Linked DNA regions of Mus musculus: region 1 is linked to region 2. A link is a contact called in public Hi-C data. All regions are on one chromosome and are shown on one strand. Each heading gives the region's core, a stretch centred on a gene start, on an enhancer-like site or on the middle of the called end of the contact. The rest is flanking DNA. Distances are from core to core; before and after follow the strand shown.

Region 1 (4,177 bases), core at 1,566-4,065, 270 kb before region 2:
AGCCCTGATGAGTGCCTCAGCCAGTCAGAGCCCCACTGCAGACCAGCTAGATCAACTGGAGATGGACGCAGAAGTCAAGCAAGCCCAGGGCAGCCTTTGCTACCAGGCCCACCAGGCCTCGGAAGAGACCTTGCCACTCGCTCACATCCCGCACCCACAGCCCCAGAAAGCCCGCCACTTGCCAACTGCACCTAGGTTCATCCAGAAACTGAGGAGCCAAGAAGTTGCTGAAGGAAGCAGAGTTTATTTGGAGTGTAGAGTCACAGGAAACCCAACGCCCAGGGTCAGGTAAGAACTCTTATTACGAATGTAACGTGATTTTATTGACTTCCGGTGTGACTTCAAGGGAGACGAGAAATTTCATGGATTGTGCGTCCTGTGGTCTCTGCAGTAGATTTGCTCAAAAATCTGCTAAATCAAAAGCGGGCCAAATAGCCAACACCACTAGGTGTCCCAGGTGGGGCAGGTTTTGCCGTCACTTGAAGAGGCAATGAGAAAAACCAGCTGTTATATAGGAGTGCAGATTTTACAGAGCCTAGGGAGTGTAAAATATCAAAATGGTTTATCCAAAGTATGAAGAAAAGTGAGTGGTTTTAGTCATGAGTCACTGAAAAAGGTAAAAAATTATCCTAAAGCTACAGTTATCCAGAGGAACAGAGATGACAGTGTACAGAAATCAAGCATAGATAAATCCTAAAATAGACATCCAGTCTAAGGAATGGGTTAGTATGCCTTATTAGTGAGAGACAAACACACACCTGCATCTCCAAAGTGTAGCAACCAGAGTAGGCAGAATTTCTATGTAGGAGAACAATGAACCAAGTCCATAGCACAGCAGGTTGGTTTTCTATGCTTAGCCACAGGGCATAGCCAAAGATGACAGCGAATTGAGTGCATACCTGGAGCCCAAAAGCACCCCACATGCCCATTATGATTCTTTTAAATTCTTCTTTCTAAGTTATAGGCTGTATACCTTCTCCCGTACAATAAACGTTTAAGAGAGGGACCTTACAGGGCTTACAGGATTGCAGGGCTTACAGTCAGGGATCTTCCTCGGACTCGTCTCTTAAAACAAGAGGCTTTTGAGACTTGCTGTCTTCAACCATGAGATGAAAATGTAATAAGGAATCACATTCTATTCTATGATGTCTGAATTAAACCATATGTAAAACAATAATGCCTTGCTGTGGCCTTGTAGCTATCATTACCCAGGCTCTTCAGCGTGTCTAATTTCTTAATTGCAAGTCAGGATTAGACTACAAAGATGGGCATCCATTGGGTTATTTGAATGTTTTATCCAATCTATATAAATGTTTATGTGAATGCAATTGTTTTGTTGTTGTTGTTGTTGTTGTTGTTGTTGTTTGAGACAGGGTTTCTCTGTGTAGCCCTGGCTGTCCTGGAACTCACTTTGTAGACCAAGCTGGCCTCGAACTCAGAAATCTACCTGCCTCTGCCTCCCAAGTGCTGGGATTAAAGGCGTGCGCCACCATGCCTGGCATTATATAAATGTTTAAAAGCAAGTTCCAATAATTTAGTTTAGGAAAAGAATGAAATGGACAAGGTCAGCTACACAAGGTCAAAACAGACCTCATGCGTTTTTCCTTCCTGTGTGAGCTCATGCACACATCGCTGGCATGGATTTCACAATCATTGCTTAGAATAAATTCACTATTATTCACTAGCTAGTTTACACTGTCAGCTTTTACTGTAATGCTTGCTATTTTAAGAAACGAACAGCAGGGGGCGGTAAAAACCTTCTTAATGTGTTTGCTCAGACACATGGTTCTGGATTCTGTTTTCCAGAAGAATGTAATGCTTTCTTTCAGATTCTGTTTTGGTTTTTTTTTTTTAAAAAAACCTATCAATTTTAGGAGCAAATGATCGGTGAGGAATATATGTATGTGCAAAACAATGTTACTGACTTTGAAACTTTATGGTTCAATTTACATTTATGTACAAAACAGTCTCTTGCAAGTGGAACCCAGTAGCAAATGTATAACATGTCAAAACTGACTGAAATCACTCCACTCAGCACCAAAGGACCCAATCAAATGAGCAGGCATGATTCCTTGTTAAGGTTCACTTAGTCGTTTGATAACACAGTGGGCCATCAAAATCATGCCCAGGCTTCTTGAGGACAGCTGGGGACAGTAGGTTTAGACATTTGGTTAGTAGCATAGTATTATTAATTATTTCAGTGTACTAAAATCAATGACCAATGTTCATTTGACATGGTAAACAGTCATTAAATCTTTGGTAAAAATGCTTCATTGCTCATTGTTTACTTAACCTTTATATCCTTTAGGGTTTGTTTTTGTTTTGTTTTGCTTTAAGAAGACGACTATAAATACACGAGGTCGGGGAGATGAGGGTTGTTTTCATTCCTGTTTGAGGGATCTTGGTCATCTTGATCATGCATTTGGAAATATATCAAACTTCATGAGCATTCAACTTTATTGACCACGTGAGACATGATGGTCTTAGCGGAAAACCTTCTGTGAAGACAATTTTGTGTAAGGAAGGAAATCTTTAATAAAAAGTGCTCGCGCTGGAGCGTGAGAAACTGGCTCATCCTGCATCCATTCAGGGACCTACTGACCTACATATTAGTGAGACCTAGCTCCTCATCGGCAGGACACCTTCTAAGGATCTAGAAGTAGTTGGTTGTCTTATGGAGAGGAAGGGAGTGTCAAGGAATCTGAAGCAATCAGTGGGCAAAAGCTCAAAAGATAATGCTTGATAAACACAGAGGCGCATAGTATTGGGTGGCTGGCAGCTATCCTGGGAAGGGACAGGGTGTGCCTGGGTGGCCAACCAGAGGAAAGAATGCACGGTTGGCAGGTATGGCAGCAGGTGGCAGGATCTTGAGGTAGGGACTAGAACACGAGGAGAAACTTCACTTGTCAATAGTATAAGCCAGTGAGCAGCAAGACCTGGGTTTCAGGAGGACTCAGGCTCAGCCCAAGGAACACATTCAGCTCTGGCGCCGCCATGAGGCCAACGTTTAGTGACTGCGTTTGTGCGGTGGCCCGGATCAGGAAACAACTTCCTACAACTGCATGGCTAGGCTACTTACTGCTAGCTTAGAGGTCCTTAAGTAAGGCCAAGACAGAGACTGCTCCAAAGCCGCAGGCCAGACTTGGTAGCACAAGCCTTTAATCCCAGCAATGGGAAGCAGATCTCCTTTGAGTTCAAGGCCAGACTGGTGGACGTAATGAGTTTCAGGCCAGCCAGGGCTATATGGTGAGTCTCTGTCTTTAAAAATCAAAACAGAAGAAAACCCTGAGCATCACCAAACTAATAAATTAGATAAAGTAGCCCCAGATAAAAGGAGAAATGGGAGGAACAGTAATGAGAAGACAAACCAGTCATTTCAAGGCATTCCTACTTTAAACATAAGCACTGTCCCCAAATGTCACAAAAAAAAATGTGAAAGCAGAGTTCCTTCCCTCCTTTATTCTTACATACCCAGAAAACAATCTCAACAGTTAAAGGAAAGAGAAGATAGATAGAGAGATAGATAGAGTTAGGTAGATAGATAGATATACATATACACATGTATATATAACAAATAATTTATATACAATATGTATATAAATTATTTGCTATCAATTTTGTTTAAATTTTTTCAAAATTTCTATGTATTTGTGAACATGTGTGCTTGTATTTATTTGTGTGAGTATGTCTCTCTGTAACTGTATGTGCACATGTGTGTGCAGTGGCCCCCAGAGGCCAAAAAGACATCATTGAAGACTTTGTGTGCCATCTGATAGGATGTGAACTGTAGTCCTCCTGATTGAGCCGCAAGCACTCCTAACCTCTGAGCCGTTTCTCCTGTCTCATACAAGGTGAACTGTTACATCATCTGTTGCTCCATTCATGTCCTGTTCTAATGGCCCTCCTTTTTCAGTCTTTAGAGGGGCCTAGGGGCAGGGAACCTGACACCACTCACCTTTCTTGGTCTTCTGCGCACTCAGCCTTTGAGTGGATAACTAGTTCCTGAATGTGGGTTGTGGCGCCTACCTATAAACCTGGCACTGGGAGGATAGAAGCACAGTGATCTTGACTTTTAGATCAGTCTGGACTGGACAGCAAAGTTTAGTCTCAAAGCAACATGGCTTTGGTATTATAAAAGGGCGTCTTCCTCCTTTTCCTTGTCTTCTTCCTCCTCATC
Region 2 (4,264 bases), core at 602-3,101:
ATGAGAACTGAGAACTGCTCACCTCCGTTCCATCTTGCTCTGTGAGCTCCCAGTGTCCTGGAGTCATCCTAAGCTCAGGGCAAGGTGAGGATGAGGAAGGCCAGGGACAGGCATGGAAGAAACAGAGTCAACGGGTAAGCTCTTTCTTCCGAAGAGGCAGCATGAAATGAAGGAACAACAGATAGTTGTTTCCAGTCTGTCCTTCTGGGTTTTGCTAGCATTTGTTAATCATTCCCAAGGATTGAGACCTTGAGTACATACTGGTGACACTGTTCAATATTTCTGGCATAGAGTTTCAATATTTCCTATACCTAGACTAGTTCATTATATAGTCCAGGCTAGCCCTGAATTTCTTGTCTAGCCCAGGCTCACCTTGAAATTATAGGCCTCCTGTCTTAGCTGAATTGCAGTCATATACTACCACATCCAGTTAGAACAGCACTGTTTTCTCTTAGCAGAACTGTATGGTGCTCCTGTGGTAGAAGGAAATAAAATGATGCACAGGTTCCCCACTTCCTGGGACTGGGGAGATGACATAATGGTAATGTGCTGTATAACAATGATGATCTGAGTTCAGAGCCCATGTAAAAGCCAAAGGTGGTGACGTTCCTCCATCATCCCAGCACTCCTATAGTGAGCTAGGAGGCAGAGACAGGAGAATTCCCAGGAGTTCACAGGCCTACTGCACCAGTGAATCTCAGAGACTGTCCCAACAGATGGGAGGCTACAGTAAACAGCTAAGGTAGTACTTTGACAAACATACAAACTCACTGTACATGTCTGCATACACACACACACACACACACACACACACACACGGGTGGGGGTGTTAAAAAATTCACAAGTTTCATATGTTGTAAAACTTAAACAAATTTGAACCCATAAGCCACACTGTAAAACACCTGAGACTCATTGAGGGTATAAGTAATAGAAATAAATGGAAGCGTGTATTTGAGTACGAGTGTGTGTGTGTGTGTGTGTGTGTGTGTGTGTGTGTGTACATGCACATGCGCAGTGAGATGAGACAAGGTCTCGATGTGTAGCCCTAGCTGGCCTGGAACTTGCTATGTGGACTAGGCTGTACTCAGACACAGAGCTGAGCTTGCAGAAGGTACATTTATGCACTGTCTACAGCCAAGAATGATCTGAGTCTTCTCCAACAAAAGTTCATCCAAGCCCGTCTCAAAGTATCCTAAATAAAGAAGGGCAACACGGCACAAACTTTGAGAACTTGGTAAGCCAATTGCTGCTTCCACATCACTCACCATGGTAAGCACTATGGTACCAGGACAGGGACAAGAATGCTTTCTGGGTCCTTCAGTATGCTTTGTGCAATGACCAGACTGGTAGCTTTGAGTGTTGGTAGCAGCATCTAGCACAAAGCCTGGCAAATAATGAGGCCTCAGCAACTACCACAATGGACAAAGGAAGAAAAAAGATCGTTACTGGTGGCTAAATAAGAAATAATACCAACTTTAGTATATCCTGTATATTTTTGTTTCTAGCCTCTGGAAGTGAACTCCATTTTTGGTTTTGGTTTTTTGGTTTTGTTTTGTGTGTGTGTGTTTGTGTGTGTGTGTGTGTGTGTGTGTGTGTGTGTTTTGTTTTTGTTTTTATTTTTGTTTTTGAACAAGCCTTGGGAACAAACTGTGGATATTAATTGCATAAGGGTACCTTTTGAAAAAAATATTGTTCCTTCTTAATTTTTCAGTCCAGTTAGACAAAGGCTAATTGCTAAGGGAATAAAAGCTGGAAAACTGCTTTGTTCAGCTTATTGTTTCAGGTTCCCCTTTGCAGTGTGGATGATGTGTTTATTTGACATAATAAATACCACCGGCCACTTTGTTCCAAGACCCAAAAGGCTGTGTGCTTGCTTGGGAGGAATTTCTCGGTTGTTTATACGTAAGGAAACACTACTCTGTTTTATTGGATGGGGCTGGGGCAGCTTCTTTCTTAAATAGGGAATGTAGAGCGGGGAGCTTTTTTCCATACACATCCAAGCTGAGAGGCCAGGAAGGATTCTTCCACGCTTGCTTCGGATGCCTGGCTGTTCTCAACTCCAGAGAGCAAGGGAGACAGAATTCATTGGAAATGTGTCTCCTTTGGTTAGGAGCACAGACCTTTACTTTATGTGTTGGCAGAGCCACTTAAGCCTGTGCTACATATTTTCTTAAAGTATTAGCTGGAACATTTGGCATGGAGAAAGTTGAAAACCAAACCAGATCACACTCTGTCAGCCAGAGCTAAGTGGCAGGATGCTGCCATTAACCTTTAATTAAGTAGCCTGGGGTGAGAAGGATTGAGGGTTTGGGTTATTTTACGGTTTACCTGGGGTTGGTTTCTTTCTTTCTTTCTTTTTTAATACATACCTTATTACATGAGAAAAGCAGCGGTGTGAAATACACACTTTGGGGTGAATTCCAGTGACTGCTGCAGAGTAACAATCCTCCCAAACTCTCTTTCCTTTTGATTTGCAGAAGGTACTCCTTAAATGGGCATAACTGGTGGCTGATTGGCTAATGAACTTCAGAGAAGGCTGAGTCAGAGCAAACAGTGGAAGCCAGCTACGTGTGTGTGTGTGTGTGTGTGTGTGTGTGTGTGTGTGTGTGTGTGTGTGTGAGTGAAGGGGGAGCAGTGGGCAAGGGGGCGGGGATGAAGGCAGTCTGCAAGCTTAGCAGAATGTTTGAACGAGACAAAGAGCAGTTCCAGCGACCAAATAAGGAAGTCGATGCTGAAATCTTTCAGAATAGAAGTGTGTCAGAGTGGAAGCAATCTGGGAGAGGGAAAGAAATGCGGCAGAATGGCAAAGGAATTTCTCTCTCTCTCTCTCTCTCTCTCTCTCTCTCTCTCTCACGCACACACACACACACACACACACACACACACACACACAAAGTCGACAGTGAACGCATCTCTAGCTATTAAACAGTGGTGAAACATAGAAACATACAGGCTGTGTCTAGCCTTTTCTGTGGTATTTTGTAGACAACTGCAGACATGCTTAGAAGCTCTTAGAAACTGCTGAAGTAATAAATAAACTGTATCTTGTAACACAGAGACACACAAAAACACACAAGATGAATACTGGGAAACTCCGTGGGCCCTCTCTTATCTGTAACTATTAAAACTTTGTAAATGAAAATAACTGAAGTTACTAAGAACCTTGAAAGACAATGTTTAACTATCTTAAACCTTGACTTTAAGCATCCTTTAAAAACAATGCAGACTACTTACCCTAATAGTCAAGTATCCATTATGTACTAGGAGTTCCTTACTGTGTATAGTTTAAATATGCAAGTTGTTACTGAAGTTGTTGAAGAGAACCTCCATTGTGTGTCTTCAAAATACCACCTTCCAGACTTCCCAAAGCAACATTATGAATGACAGTATGGATGAGGACTAATATTATTATTAGTAGTAGTAGTATTAGTATTTGTCTACACTATGGTTTAGACAGGACATGGCTTGAGAAGAAGAGTTTCAAATACTCCTAGGCATAATAAGAAATGCCATCTGATTTGCTTTGTGTTCTTGTCACTGGTTGGTGCCACAAACCCAACATTATGGAATTTCTTTCCTGATAACTAGAAACCTATTTAAATGGACACAGCTAATGAGGAATACAAGGCATTGGTCCTGAGTTAGCTTTTTCAAAATCTTGAATGAACCTAAGTCCTTTGACAGCTTTAAGTTAGGGTAGAGAACAGATCTGTTCTTCTCTTCCCACTCCAGATACACAGGGGGACCACCCACATTTGAATAAGGACGTATTAGACCTCTATCTAATAAGAACTAGAAGAGTCTGGGCACAGATCTGACAGATGGGCGATAAACAGTCTCAACACCCCAAAGACTGACCACCACCTTTAGATGACTGTAGCATGCTAAGTACATCCTGGGTCTACACCTCCTTAAATGTAAACATAATCTTCACTTAGTGCCACCTGCCCCACTCTTCTGTAACATGCAAGGGTTGTGTCACAGTCACAGTCAGAGAATTGAAAATGGAAATTAGACACTATTATACTCAAAATTGTCTCCTTTAGATGGTCAACTGCAGCCTAGAAATGCTTCATAAACTGACTCAATATTTAAGAGCAAACAACAACAACAATGAAAACAACTAGCAGGGAGACTGAAGAGGTGGCTCAATGGGTAAGAGCTCTGGCTACATTTCTAGAGGACCCGTGTTCAACAACAGAGCAACTTAAAGCTGCCTGAACTCCAGTTCTAGGGGACCCAATGTCTTCCTATGGCCTCTGTG

Evidence for each region. Hi-C and Micro-C count contacts between places; a contact is called where the count stands out from the background.
Region 1: a Hi-C map of uterus shows a contact between it and region 2. The contact joins two enhancer-like sites. A contact is called at or near these places in 1 of 15 datasets of contacts at CTCF or cohesin (the NIH/3T3 cell line), 10 of 484 Hi-C or Micro-C datasets (the C2C12 cell line, adipose-derived mesenchymal stem cells, cerebral cortex and 5 more), 19 of 115 datasets of contacts at active chromatin or transcription factors (the NIH/3T3 cell line, astrocytes, cardiomyocytes and 13 more) and 2 of 9 other capture datasets (adipose tissue and embryonic stem cells).

Annotation. Positions count from the first base shown.
Region 1 is chr8:61,873,024-61,877,200 of GRCm38.p6, reverse strand. Palld (palladin, cytoskeletal associated protein) reads left to right here. Exons shown (of 22, transcript NM_001293772.2): 2 at 1-288. Among named protein-coding and RNA genes, the nearest start is that of Palld, 28 kb to the left of the region's middle. Within about 2 kb of position 2,815, at least 12 of the 459 cell types and tissues checked have an H3K27ac peak or open chromatin away from gene starts, as enhancers often do. A contact at or near this core is called in uterus, where this site is marked.
Region 2 is chr8:61,605,333-61,609,596 of GRCm38.p6, reverse strand. The region is part of intron 10 of Palld (palladin, cytoskeletal associated protein); the gene reads left to right. Among named protein-coding and RNA genes, the nearest start is that of Gm35254, 13 kb to the left of the region's middle. Within about 2 kb of position 1,851, at least 210 of the 459 cell types and tissues checked have an H3K27ac peak or open chromatin away from gene starts, as enhancers often do. A contact at or near this core is called in uterus, where this site is marked.